Regions from separate parts of the Mus musculus genome. Here region 1 is linked to region 2. A link is a contact called in public HiChIP or PLAC-seq data. All regions are on one chromosome and are shown on one strand. The core of a region is the stretch at or near the end of the contact, and the rest is flanking DNA. Distances in the headings are between cores, read along the strand shown. Region 1 holds the start of Arhgap31 (Rho GTPase activating protein 31). Region 2 overlaps Arhgap31 (Rho GTPase activating protein 31).

Region 1 (5,851 bases), core at 2,694-5,193, 59 kb after region 2:
AAACGATCATGATCATGTGCGCATTCCATGGGCTTCACTCACACAGTAGGGCCACAGGTGACAATAATCTAAGGTGTTTTTTAAGCTGCAAGAAACGACCTTCACATTCAGTGATCAAAAACAAGAAAGAAAAGCAGACTCCTTGCATCAGCGGTAAGGAAGGGATCCCAGACAGGAAGCAAGAGAGTTAGCTGGTCCCCTGGGGAGAGCTTCAGATGGGACAGCAGTCACTCAGCTGGTGGGGAAGTGAAAAGGGCCACTAGCAGCCACCTTGTGGCCTCCCATGGTGTTCTTTCTTGTTAGACAAGAGGAAAGTGGCCAAAGAAGGGGGAACCAAGGATGGAGGTGTAGCTCGGGTTAGGTGCTAGCTTTGGGGAGTTCCCTAGAGTTTGATCCACCGCGCTGTGGACTGAGGGGAGAAGTGAGAAGTTGCCATGCTAGGCTTCTGCACTGCTGGGGCTTACAGCAGGGTCCGAACCTGACACGTAGGTGGCTGCTGTCGGAACTGTATATTTGATGTGTACGTGTGTGCGTTTCTATGAAAAGGCAGCTCAGCTTTCATCATCTTCCCAAAGATTGAGTACGATGATAGCTGGTCATGAGTAATATTCACTTCAGGCAGAAAAAAAAAAAAAAGATCTGTCCCTTGTTCACCCTTGTCTTGTCTGCTTTGTCCAATCGGAGGTAGCTAGGCTCAGCTTGGTGAATTAGAGAGATGGCTAACAGCCATCCTGTTTGTCCCCAGGGCTATCACCCAAGATGCAGCTTCCCCACCATATCCAGAGAGCCCAAGCTTGGCTTAGCCGTGCTCATCAGCGTTGGTCCTCCATTCCAGCTTGGAGCTCTGCTCCCAGGGCATCTCTCACTTCCCCTTCATTCTTGGGCTCCCAAACTGAAATCCATTTCTCTTCCATTTCTACCTAGGTCCAGTGGCCTCTGCTCTTTCACCCCAAAGTTCAGTGGCCAGTATAGGATTCTCGAAAGGCCCTTCCCAGACTCTGGGTTCCTGATTACCACTCTGATTTACCACCTCCAACATCCCGAGATGCTCTCCCAAGGTCGTGAGCAAAAGGGTGGTGCCCTTCTCAGCCTCTTCTCACCCAGGACAGAGTCTGGGTCTTGCCCGTTAACTAATATATGTATATCTCTACACTGTTTTAGAGAAAACCACTTATCAGTTCTATCATCATCACCACCACCACCACCACCACCATCATCATCATCACATACACACAGGAAAGCAATGAGCTTTCCCTGTGTGGGGGCAGAAATTCTATTTAGTCTTGTTTATACAAACTGCTTATTATTCACGGTTCATTTCCACACTGTACAATGACAGTGTGGCTGGTGATCCAGAGTGCCAGATGCTTTTCATTCAAAAGCCAAACTCTATTCAGGTATGTATGCCCAGTCTTAAAGGTTGCTGATCTGTGACAGGGCCGTTTGCTTGCACTCTGGGGACGGGGGTCCTTAAAGGAGAATGGTGACTTACACACAGGAGGCAGCAAGAGGTCTGGGCCCTCTCCATCCTTTGTGATGGATGAGCCTTGTGTCTCTATGAGATCTCCTCTTAGCTTCCTCCTCAGCAGGACAGGAAGCATGGAGTTCCAAGCAGTCGGCTTTTCCTACCGAACATCCTTTCCCTTCCTCCTTTCCTATGTGAAACACACAGGAGTCCAACATACAAAATGGGTTTGAAAGAGGCGTCGCCTGAGGGCTCCTCTTAAATTCTTTCCCAGAGCCCCAGGGTTTTCAGGTTCTTCCTTAAACTAGGACTTTATAGGAACGGGCCATGGCGAGCAAGCATTATACAACCCTCACAGCGTGTGTGTGTGTGTGTGTGTGTGTGTGTGTGTGTGTGTGTGTGCGTCCCTGTGATTGTGCCTCTCTCTCTCTCTCTCTCTCTCTCTCTCTCTGTGTGTGTGTGTGTGTGTGTGTGTAGATGCCTCAGAACAGCTCCAACGTCACAGAAGGTGGCACCTCAGAAGCATGCCCAGTGTACCTACAGGTTAACACGAAGAGACCCCCGTAAAAACAAGCAGAGACAAACATTTTGTTCTTAACCACTGTGGTTAAGATGTGTACTTGGGGCTCTGTCAAGTTTTAAAAGGGGGGAAAAAAAACCCAACAAACAACTCAGTCCAAGTGATTTTATTTCAAAAAGACCTCTCCGGAGTGTTGTTGAGATTTAAACGAATTGACTTCAGTTATGCCTCAATTTCAGAGTCGGTTTTGAAAACCAGTAGTTCCCCTGAAGCTCTGAAATACTAAGCCATTTGTCCTAATGACACAGCAGACTCTGGACTCCCGAATACCACAGGAATATCACACCACTGCAAATTGCTAGGGGTGCTGAGTCTTCAAAAAGGGGAAATGAAACAAAGGCCCTGCACTGTTTCTGGGATGCACACTTGATATGGACAAACCCAGTTGTTTCAGGGAGAGTTTTCCTGAGGCAGAATTATTCTGAGCAGTTACATGGCCCTAAGTGTTCTTTTGTTGTATTTATCTATGTATAATGATAGATATGAGATATGTGTAGTGGGCTCTTTTCTCTTTCTCTGAAGTTTCCAAAGAAGCCTTTTTTTTTAAAGTCCAGAACCAGTCAACTTTACAAAAGGAGTCATTTCATGCCCCATTCCCCCACCTTTGCTATATTAAAAACTTTTACCCTCCAAGACGGTGTTATCCCAGTATAGTTTGTTTTCATTTTTCCCCACCCACCAAATGTTTAAACTGTTTCCACTGGCTCCTCTTTTTCTTTTTCCAAGCTGACTTAAAAAAAAAAAAACCAGAGACGCTCTTCTATATCCTAAACTCTTTTAAAGCTGAGGCCCTCTGACCTTCTTACGACACACTGCTCGCAGGACACACCAAAGGCCCCTCTGAAAAGGCAGGAGGAGGTAAAGGGTGGTGGTGGTGAGGTGGGGGGGGGGTCGGGGGAGGTACTGTATATTTGGCATCAACTCAGAAATACAGAAAATGTTTGTGCAAGCACTCCCCCAGCCAGGATTCCCCGCCCCACCCCCAGCACACTGCCTCCTACCACATTAATAAAAAAGGATGTGAGCCGGTGAAACCTTCCAGTACAGGAGGCACATTTAAGATGATCACAATGATACATCCAGAGAGATTCACCACACGTCAGTCACCCCCTCATCTTTCCCTTTCAATACCCAAAGTTTAAGACCCGAGCCTCCCTCCCGGGGCTTCAGCCTCAGAAATGGCCAGTAAACGCCACAGCTACACCACTGCTCATCCACCGCTCCTGTGACACGTCGGATGGACAGACCCAGCTCCTGCACTGTGGGGTGGAGGCGATGTGGTTAAGAACTGTCTTTTTTTTTTTTTTTTTTTTTTCCTATTAAAGTACAGTGAGCGCACGAGCCTGGAACACATTAACTTGTGAACTGCATCCAGCACACCCCAAGAGAAATCCATCGCTCTTAAACAAAAAAAAAAAAGGGGGGGGGGTACATTACCATCCTGTCCCGAACTTTCCAGATACTCCGTCAGGTCACATCCAAACGCACTGGCGGCTCCCTTTCGTTTCAGCTTCTGCTTGGCACCCTTGTTCTTCATGAGTTAGCCCCACAGAGGCTGCCCCTCCGTCTGCGCTCTCTGCTCCGCACCGCTGATGAGGGTTTCGGGGTCGGGTCACCAGGGCAGAGCGGCGCCGCGGGTCCGCATGGGCGCGCAGATTGGGCCGTGCACCGCCCCGGGCGGGTGTCACCTCCCTACTCGGGCTCCGGCGGCGTCTCCCCGCGCTTCTCGGCTGAGCCTTGCGAGGAGCCGGGGCCGGGGCGCGGCGGTTAGGGGACCGCCCCGGGGCTGAGTGTGCTCCGCCCTAGGCCCGCGCTCTGCCTTCAGAGCGCTGGAGGACCGCGAACAGCCAGCATCACGTCCCCTTGCCCGCCCTTGCGCCGTCCCTTTTTTCCTGTCTTACAAATCCCAGGATCGTCCAGCTCAGGAAGCGCTGGAAGGAAGTCAGCTCCGGAGGGGGGCGGAGGTTGGAAATTTTTGGCAGCTGTGTGTGTGTGTGTGTGTGTGTGTGTGTGTTTGTGAGTGCAGTCGAAGGAAGTAAGTGGGTGGGTTGAGCTGCGCGGGCTGGGGGAGAGATCGCGCTCTCCCGAAGTGGCTCTGCTAGTCCAGAGTATCGCCCAGGGCCGTCCCGGAGGAAATCGGCCTCGCGAGGAGCCGCGGCCGCCCGCCCGCTTCCTGCCGCCAGTCAGGCTCTTTGCACAGCGCAGGAGGCGGCGCCGGACTCTGCAGGGAGGGCTCGGGATGGGTGCTCATGGAATTGCTCTCCTTGTCATCCCAGTCCTGACACTTTCTATTTCAGTGCCTGCCTTTCTCCTCCGTCGACACTTAAGTGTAGTGACAGTAACAAAGACTGGGATTCCAGAAACCTGACCGGCAAAGCCTTTACGTTGGCCACTCCCATCTCTCTTTGCCTGGGTCTGCGGTCCCTGAAGCCCAGACGTCTCCTCTCCCACGCTGAGGTTAGGATACCCTCGGGCGAGAGAGAGGTGCAGCTTTGTAACCACTGCCCAGGAAGAAGTTATATTTCTAGTTACAAACTCAAGTTCAGGCACACACACACACACACACACACACACACACACACACACACGCACACACACATCCCGATCTTACTAACTGCAAGAGATTTGAGTAAAGAAACCAAGATTTAAGGGGCGCTGACATTTTGCCAGTCTCCCAGGTTGTTTTAAAACTTGAGGCGTATGTTTTCACCCCGGCATGTTTTTCCTGCTTTAGTTGGAATTCCTTGACTCGTGTGTACTCAGCACACAGTGAACACTTAAAGTCTTGTGCCTTGACAACTCAAAGATTAGATTAAACTTCCTGCATCCATTCAAATCCATATATAGGCTTGAAGGGTAGGTACATTCATATAGCTGGCAAAAGTATTATGTGTTGCATTTTAGTTACTGATTCCTCTTAAAAGCCATCATGGCAGTTTATGAACTTTGAACTCTGACCTTCTCTCTATGTCCAGACATAACCTGATAGCCAGCCTACCAAATTTGGCCTACAGATGTGTTTTGTTTGGAACATATTGTTTAAAAAAAAATTTAGCCAACACTAAAGAATTAAGATGTTTCTCCGTAAGAAAGCTGGATTTCTGTCGTCTCCTGTGGGAAGGAAGCTCTGCTTATACCACAAGTGCGTTCTCGTAAAACAAGGAGTGCCATACGTTAAGACACGGCGGCTGGCTTTCAAGACAAGCCTTCTAGTTTGGAGGCACCTCTGCCTGTCTGTTATTCGTCGCGTTCTCACGACCGGCCAGGAAGAACACAACAACCAGAATCTTCTACGGCAAAGCTTTATTGCTTACATCTTTTTGGGGCCAGAGTGTAAGAAGCAAGAGAGAGAGAAAAACGAAACCCCTTCTATTTAAAAGAGAACAACAATTGCCTAGGACGCATCACTCCCTGATTGGCTGCAGCCCATGGCCGAGCTGACGTTCACGGGAAAAACAGAGTACAAGTAGTCGTAAATACCCTTGGCTCATGCGCAGATTATTTGTTTACCAACTTAGAACACAGGATGTCAGCGCCATCTTGTGACGGCGAATGTGGGGGCGGCTTCCCACAGTTCCCCCTTTTTCTTTTAATAAGAGCAAATAGGCCACCCATATTAATGAGAGTGGAGATAGAGGTCAAATCCCCAGTGTGTAGGTAAAGGAGCCATGTACAGGATTAGCTCTTAGGCTTACAGGCTTTTACCCAGAGCAACCCTGACCTGCTCCCGTGTCGTTTTGCCTGGGGGAAGGGAACTAGGACACTGAACCTTCATGAAAGATGACATGTCTCCCTAGAATAGGCTC
Region 2 (6,101 bases), core at 1,244-3,743:
TCTCCAGCCCCTCTTGGACTTTTCAATAGAGTTTAAAAAGCATAACTCCCATTTGAGGTAGGCCCAGACACAGGGTAAGGATGAGCAAAACAGAAAAAGAACAACACAGGGAGGGTTTCCCATCTCAGCACAGAGTCAAGAGGGCGAGGGCTTAGATGGGGGATTAAAACGCCTGGCTCTTCCTGTTCCACAGCAATCAGATTTAGACCTTTGAGGAGAGCAAGGTACTCCTTTGCATTGTGATGGGAAACTCTCACGGCAGCCCTATGAGCCAGCAGTGACTCCCAGCCTCAGACTTTCATCCCAGCGGAGCGCGCTACTTCTGGATGGAATGAGGGCCAACGTTCCCTTCTGAATTAATACCCCAAGATCCACCATCTTCCTGAACGAAGCTAGAAGCAGCTGGGTCAGAATCTGAGAGCCTCGTCCACCTGCAGATGTGTGGGTTCTTGGTCCTGGTGGTTTACATCGAGGTCCTTCCTGGAGTTATTTTTGTTTGCTTGTTTTGTTTTTGTTTCTCATTTGCATTCCTCATGACTCGCCAACTCACCCCACCCGTAGGGAACGGAAATTTTCGTTAAATAAAACATAAGCCTCAACCTCAGAAGGTTTAAATGTATCTGCTTTGGTATGGCTGGACTCTGATTAACCCCGACGCTATATTTACTCTGCCAAAGTCAGAATTCTCCAGGGACTTAGCTGTACATGGTTCTCAGTTCATCTATGGCCCTGCCCTCTACTGATGTCACCGTATGGTCCTCCTGCTCATTGTACCCTCTGGTTTCCTGGGCGGTACAGTTTCCTAATGGTTTCCAGATCCGTGGCTCCGTGGGCTCCGTGGGCTCCAGCCACGGCAGTAGTCTTTTCTAACATCGGGTGGGTTTGCCAATGGGGGATGGGGAGAATTCGGAGAATGCGACTTCATTCTGGTGAGTAGGCTAAGGCCATATGAAGAACCTCCAGGTAGCAGTTTGTCAGCTCCTCTGTGCTCCCACCCCCACCCCAGCATCTTTTCATTTCCTGCCTGATATTCCTGAGCCACAGGCAGCCATTGTTTCCAGAACAGCTTTGCTTGGAAGCCCTTGGTACTGAGGCCTCCCAGTGCTTCCTGTTGTTACAAGGCTTCTTTTTCCTGCTAAAAACAAGAGCACATCCTGCCGCATGTAACCCTTTTCAGGCGATTTATGTCTTGCACAAGCTTGTCTAGTGACTGAAAACACTGGCTGCTTTATACACTTATTTTATTTAATATTTTAAAAAAATTTATTCTTTGAGGATGGCCGGTTGGCTCAGTGGGTAAAGGCACCTGCTATCAACCCTGACGACCGAAGTTCCATCCTCGGGCCTGCAATGATTGAAGGCACAGAACCAACTACCACAAGGTGTCCTCTGACCTTCAAACCCTCCAAGCCTCAAGCAAATAAATAAAATGTAATTTAAAAATAAAAAATTGTCATTGTACAAGGATTGTAAGTAATTATTTAAAAATTAAAAATTGTCATTGTACAAGGATTGTAAGTAATTAGTAGACAAAACAACAACAACAACAACAACAAAAAACAAAAACAAAAAAACCCCAAAAAACCTACAGATGGATGTAAGAATAAGAGTCATCCAATCGCATCCTCTGTATTAGTTAGCAATGAAAGTGCTTCAGTGTCTGTGATGTAAGAGATGTGTCCACAGCCACACAGTTTACCACGGGACTTAGGTGGGGCTTGCGGCAGGAGCTATTCCCAACAGCTTATAAGAGGCAGGGAGTTCTGTCAAGAACCAGCGTCTTAGAAGAACAGCCTAGGGGAGGGTCTCCATATTAATGTACAAAAGGGTCTCCCGGGAGCTGACAGAAAACAAACTCAGAAAGAGTTCCCTGAAAGGTGTTAGGAACACTCTTGGAGAAAGATCAATAATGTGTGTGTGTGTGTATTAGTATGTATGTATGTATGTATGTATGTATGTATGTATGTGTGTATGTGTGTGTGTGTGTGTGTGTGTGTGTGTGTGTGTATGTATGTATGTATGTATGTATGTATGCATGTATGTATGCATGTTTGGCGTGAAAGGAGGAGTGGGTCAGTTGCTACACCAAGCTTTTGAAGACACAGATCTGCCCGTGCGTGAGATAGCAGAATCTCCATCCTTTCCTCGACATCACTCTCTCTACTTACATGTGGGACCCTGAAGACCTTGTCACCCCTTTCCCAGACTGGAAAACACCCCAGCAGATACTGAGACTATGGTCTTTAAAACCTATGCGAGAGACGCCAACCCTAAGACTAGTCCATCCACTTCAGAGAAAGTCGTTTTCAAAGCAACTCCAATCCCTGCACACCTCTGAAGAGTCAAGGCCTTCGCTTATGATGCGGATCATGAGAGCCTGAGTCATTTAAGTCTTGGCTTTGTGGCCCCCGGGGGAACGGAACTGAGCTCTAAGGGTGGACTCTGCAGCCGGTGCCCCTCCCCCTTTCCGTATCACAAACTGGTTCTCACACTGTGTTCCTGCAGAGGGGCCTCCCCTGCACCTCAGCAGACAGGGCTTTTATCTCTCATGGAAAGCCAGGCAAACACTCACAGCAATCTGTGGTTTGTTAAAACCACAAGGCACGGTGACATTCAGGCTTCTGTCCCGAAGATTAGCAGCTCAAACATCAGTCCCATCCTCTGAAGACCCAACCAGAGGCCCACACTGAGAGCCCCTGGTCTGCTCCCTCCTCCCACGTCAGTGCTATCTTCAGACATGATTTTTGCCAGATATGTCTGGGATTAAGGCTGAAAGCTTATGACTTGGAAGGGACTTGGTTAAACACGCCTGACTCGGTGCCAGGCAACCTGAGGCCCCAGGACGTTCAGGGCTCCATCCACGGCCACCCAGCTCAACAGCAGCGAAGCCCGGAGCTGGAGAGAGACTGAACCACGGCAAGAGTCGTGTGCCAAGTGCTTCAGATCTCCTTTCTCTCTAATTTTCAGAATTAAGGCTTAACTACCCAGTAGGCTTCTCTGTGACCAAGCTAACACACACTTTGATGGCAGATGTAATTCAGGGTGTTCAAACTTAAGACTCTCCCTTAGTGGTCAAGTCAAATTAATCATGTTTATCTGATCCCCCACAAGTAGAGCGATGGGCCAGACTCCTGTGTGACTCAAAGTTGTACCTTAGTACGCTGCACATGGCATCAGCTTGCAGGCAGGTTAGTTCAATTACATGGCAGCTAAATATCGGGTAGAGCAAAAATGTCAGGCAGAGCCCTTGTTCGTTCTGTAGCTGTGGGCCAGAGTCATTGGATTTAATGACATCTTTCTGCAGAGGAAAGGGAGCGGGCTGCCAGAGACTGCCTCCCCTCTGTAAATATGCAATCTTCTGATCCCATGCAAAGAGGAGAGGAGGTTCGTTTATTTTTGTAAGGATCTGGTGATTCCTGTTTGAAGAGGGTGTAGGCTTGCAAAGGATTGTCCAAGGCTTAAATTTCCTGCACAGAGATGGAAGTAGTAGGCTCTAAGGGTGTGGTCACAGCTGGGAGGGAGTGTCCTCAGGCTAGGTGCTGTGAAAGAATACTGAGGACTGCAGAGGAGATCTGAGAGACATTCTTGGCCATCAGCTCCAGGGAAGATGGGGCAGATTCTCAGGCCGAGGGCCCAATGGAAGATCAAGGGGATTGACTGGTCAGGAGCCAGGAGGTGTGACCCACTCTCTACCTACAAGAGCTGGCCTAGGGAGAGTAGGCAAAGGGCCTTTAAGTGACCACATATGAGAGATGGACAAGGCCTGATAGCTTTTATGATCTGACTCAAGATAAGAAGTCCCTGACGTTTGTCTTGTGATTTGCAACCGTGTGCTGATCCTACTTGGCGAACTTCAGTAATTGTCTCTAAGCATCTGAGAAGGAGACAGAGCAAGGGAAAAGAGGTCGCTGTTCGGGTCTCTGCATGAGACAAACCGAGGTCATAACCCACCCTCTTCTATAGCTCCCAGGTAGATTTACCCATCCAGACCTTCTTGGTGCCTATTCTGTGCATAGGGACTGAGTACCAGGTATCAAGGACATAGCCAGAAGCAGAGCTGGAGTCCTCACCTTCGGGGGCCTTGTGTGTTGTGGGAAGAAGTACATAAATCTTTCTCTGGCTTCTAGTTAAGTAAATGAGCTCTGGAGCCAGGCTGCCTGTGTTTTCACCCTTTCACCATTGCTTCCTACAAGGGAGATCAGGGCATGTATTCTGTAGACAGAATACCATCATTCTAGTGTGCAGGGAAAAGTCCAGTTTACCATAGCTTCCTTCCCTCCCCTCCCCTCCCCTCCCCTCCCCTCCCCTCCCCTCCCCTCCCCTTTCCTTTCCTTTATCTGAGTACATTGTCACTGTCTTCAGACACATCAGAAAAGAGCATCGGATCTCATTACAGATGGTTGTGAGCTACCATGTGGTTGCTGGGAATTGAACTCAGGACCTCTGGAAGAGCAGTCATTGCTCTTAACCACTGAGCCATCTCTCCAGCCCTACCATAGCGTTCTTTCTCTTTAAAACATTTCTCATTTGGAGTAAAGAAATTATATGGTCACTTTACTAAGAAGGTTTGGTTTGCACATTTGTAAATTGGAGTTCATGATAAAATCTAGGGATAGTTGTGGGATTTGGGGAAAATGCTTAAAACAGTGTGTTAGTTCATAGCCAGATATCATGTAGGGCAGAGAAAGAGAGAGAGGAGAGAGAGACAGAGAAAGAGAGAGACAGAGACAGAGAGAGACAGAGAAAGAGAGACAGAGACAGAGAGACAGAGACAGAGAGAGACAGAGAGAGCATGAACTTTGGAGCACACAGCTCTGAAAGGGACATTTCTACCAAATCTCTCTTCTCAGAGCTCAGGGGAATGGGTGGAAGAGGGGGCAAAAAGATTGTAAAAGCCACAGGGGACAGGGGACACCAGGAGAACTCAGGCCCTCTGAATCAACTGAGCAAGGCGCGCATGAGCTCATGGGAACTGAAGCAACAAGCACAGGAACCGCCCAGGTCTGCACCAGGTCCTCTGCATGCGTACTGTAGTTTTCAGCTTAGTACTTTTATAGGACTCCTGAGTGTGACCAAGTGGATCTCTGAGTCTCGTGCCTACTTTTGGGGCTTTTATTCTGTTGGTTTGCCTGCTCCAGCCTTGATGTGATGGCTTTTGTTTTGTCTTATTATATTTTGTCACGTGTGGTTGTTTCTATCACTTAGAAGTCTCTTTTCTAATAAGAGACATAAAAGGCTAATCATCAGGGAAATGCAAATCAAAACAACCCTGAGATTCCACCTCACACCAGTCAGAATGGCTAAGATCAAAAATTCAGGTGACAGCAGATGCTGGCGTGGATGTGGAGAAAGAGGAACACTCCTCCATTGTTGGTGGGATTGCAGGCTTGTACAACCACTCTGGAAATCAGTCTGGCGGTTCCTCAGAAAACTGGATATAGTACTACCGGAGGATCCAGCAATACCTCTCCTGGGCATATATCCAGAAGATGCCCCAACTGGTAAGAAGGACACATGCTCCACTATGTTCATAGCAGCCTTATTTATAATAGCCAGAAGCTGGAAGGAACCCAGATGCCCCTCAACAGAGGAATGGATACAGAAAATGTGGTACATCTACACAATGGAGTACTACTCAGCTATTAAAAAGAATGAATTTATGAAATTCCTAGGCAAATGGATGGACCTGGAGGGCATCATCCTGAGTGAGGTAACACATTCACAAAGGAACTCACACAATATGTACTCACTGATAAGTGGATATTAGCCCCAAACCTAGGATATCCAAGATATAAGATACAATTTCCTAAACACATGAAACTCAAGAGAAATGAAGACTGAAGTGTGGACACTATGCCCCTCCTTAGAAGTGGGAACAAAACACCCTTGGAAGGAGGTACAGAGACAAAGTTTGGAGCTGAGATAAAAAGATGGACCATGTAGAGACTGCCATATCCGGGGATCCATCCCATAATCAGCTTCCAAATGCTGACACCATTGCATACACTAGCAAGATTATGCTGAAAGGACCCTGATATAGCTGTCTCTTGTCAGAGTATGCCTGGGCCTAGCAAACATAGAAGTGGATGCTCACAGTCGGC

Evidence for each region. HiChIP or PLAC-seq counts read pairs in DNA pulled down with a chosen protein or histone mark.
Region 1: an H3K4me3 HiChIP or PLAC-seq map of bone marrow-derived macrophages shows a contact between it and region 2, with 4 times the contacts expected there. The contact joins the promoter of Arhgap31 here to the enhancer-like site in region 2. A contact is called at or near these places in 13 of 39 promoter capture datasets (the 3T3-L1 cell line, 3T3-L1-derived adipocytes, the C10 cell line and 8 more), 1 of 15 datasets of contacts at CTCF or cohesin (pro-B cells), 32 of 484 Hi-C or Micro-C datasets (the C2C12 cell line, CD4 T cells, CD8 T cells and 21 more), 24 of 115 datasets of contacts at active chromatin or transcription factors (the 230-238 cell line, CD8 T cells, Th17 cells and 17 more) and 3 of 9 other capture datasets (adipose tissue, liver and macrophages).

Annotation. Positions count from the first base shown.
Region 1 is chr16:38,709,092-38,714,942 of GRCm38.p6, forward strand. It overlaps Arhgap31 (Rho GTPase activating protein 31), which reads right to left and starts at 3,944. Exons shown (of 12, transcript NM_020260.2): 1 at 3,483-3,944. The coding sequence starts at 3,582.
Region 2 is chr16:38,651,063-38,657,163 of GRCm38.p6, forward strand. All of the region lies in intron 1 of Arhgap31 (Rho GTPase activating protein 31), which reads right to left. It overlaps Gm36482 (a long non-coding RNA gene), which reads left to right. Exons shown (of 6, transcript XR_003951954.1): 5 at 194-929; 6 at 1,276-1,431. Among named protein-coding and RNA genes, the nearest start is that of Gm36482, 39 kb to the left of the region's middle. Within about 2 kb of position 2,494, at least 100 of the 459 cell types and tissues checked have an H3K27ac peak or open chromatin away from gene starts, as enhancers often do. A contact at or near this core is called in the C2C12 cell line, CD8 T cells, T follicular helper cells and 14 more, where this site is marked.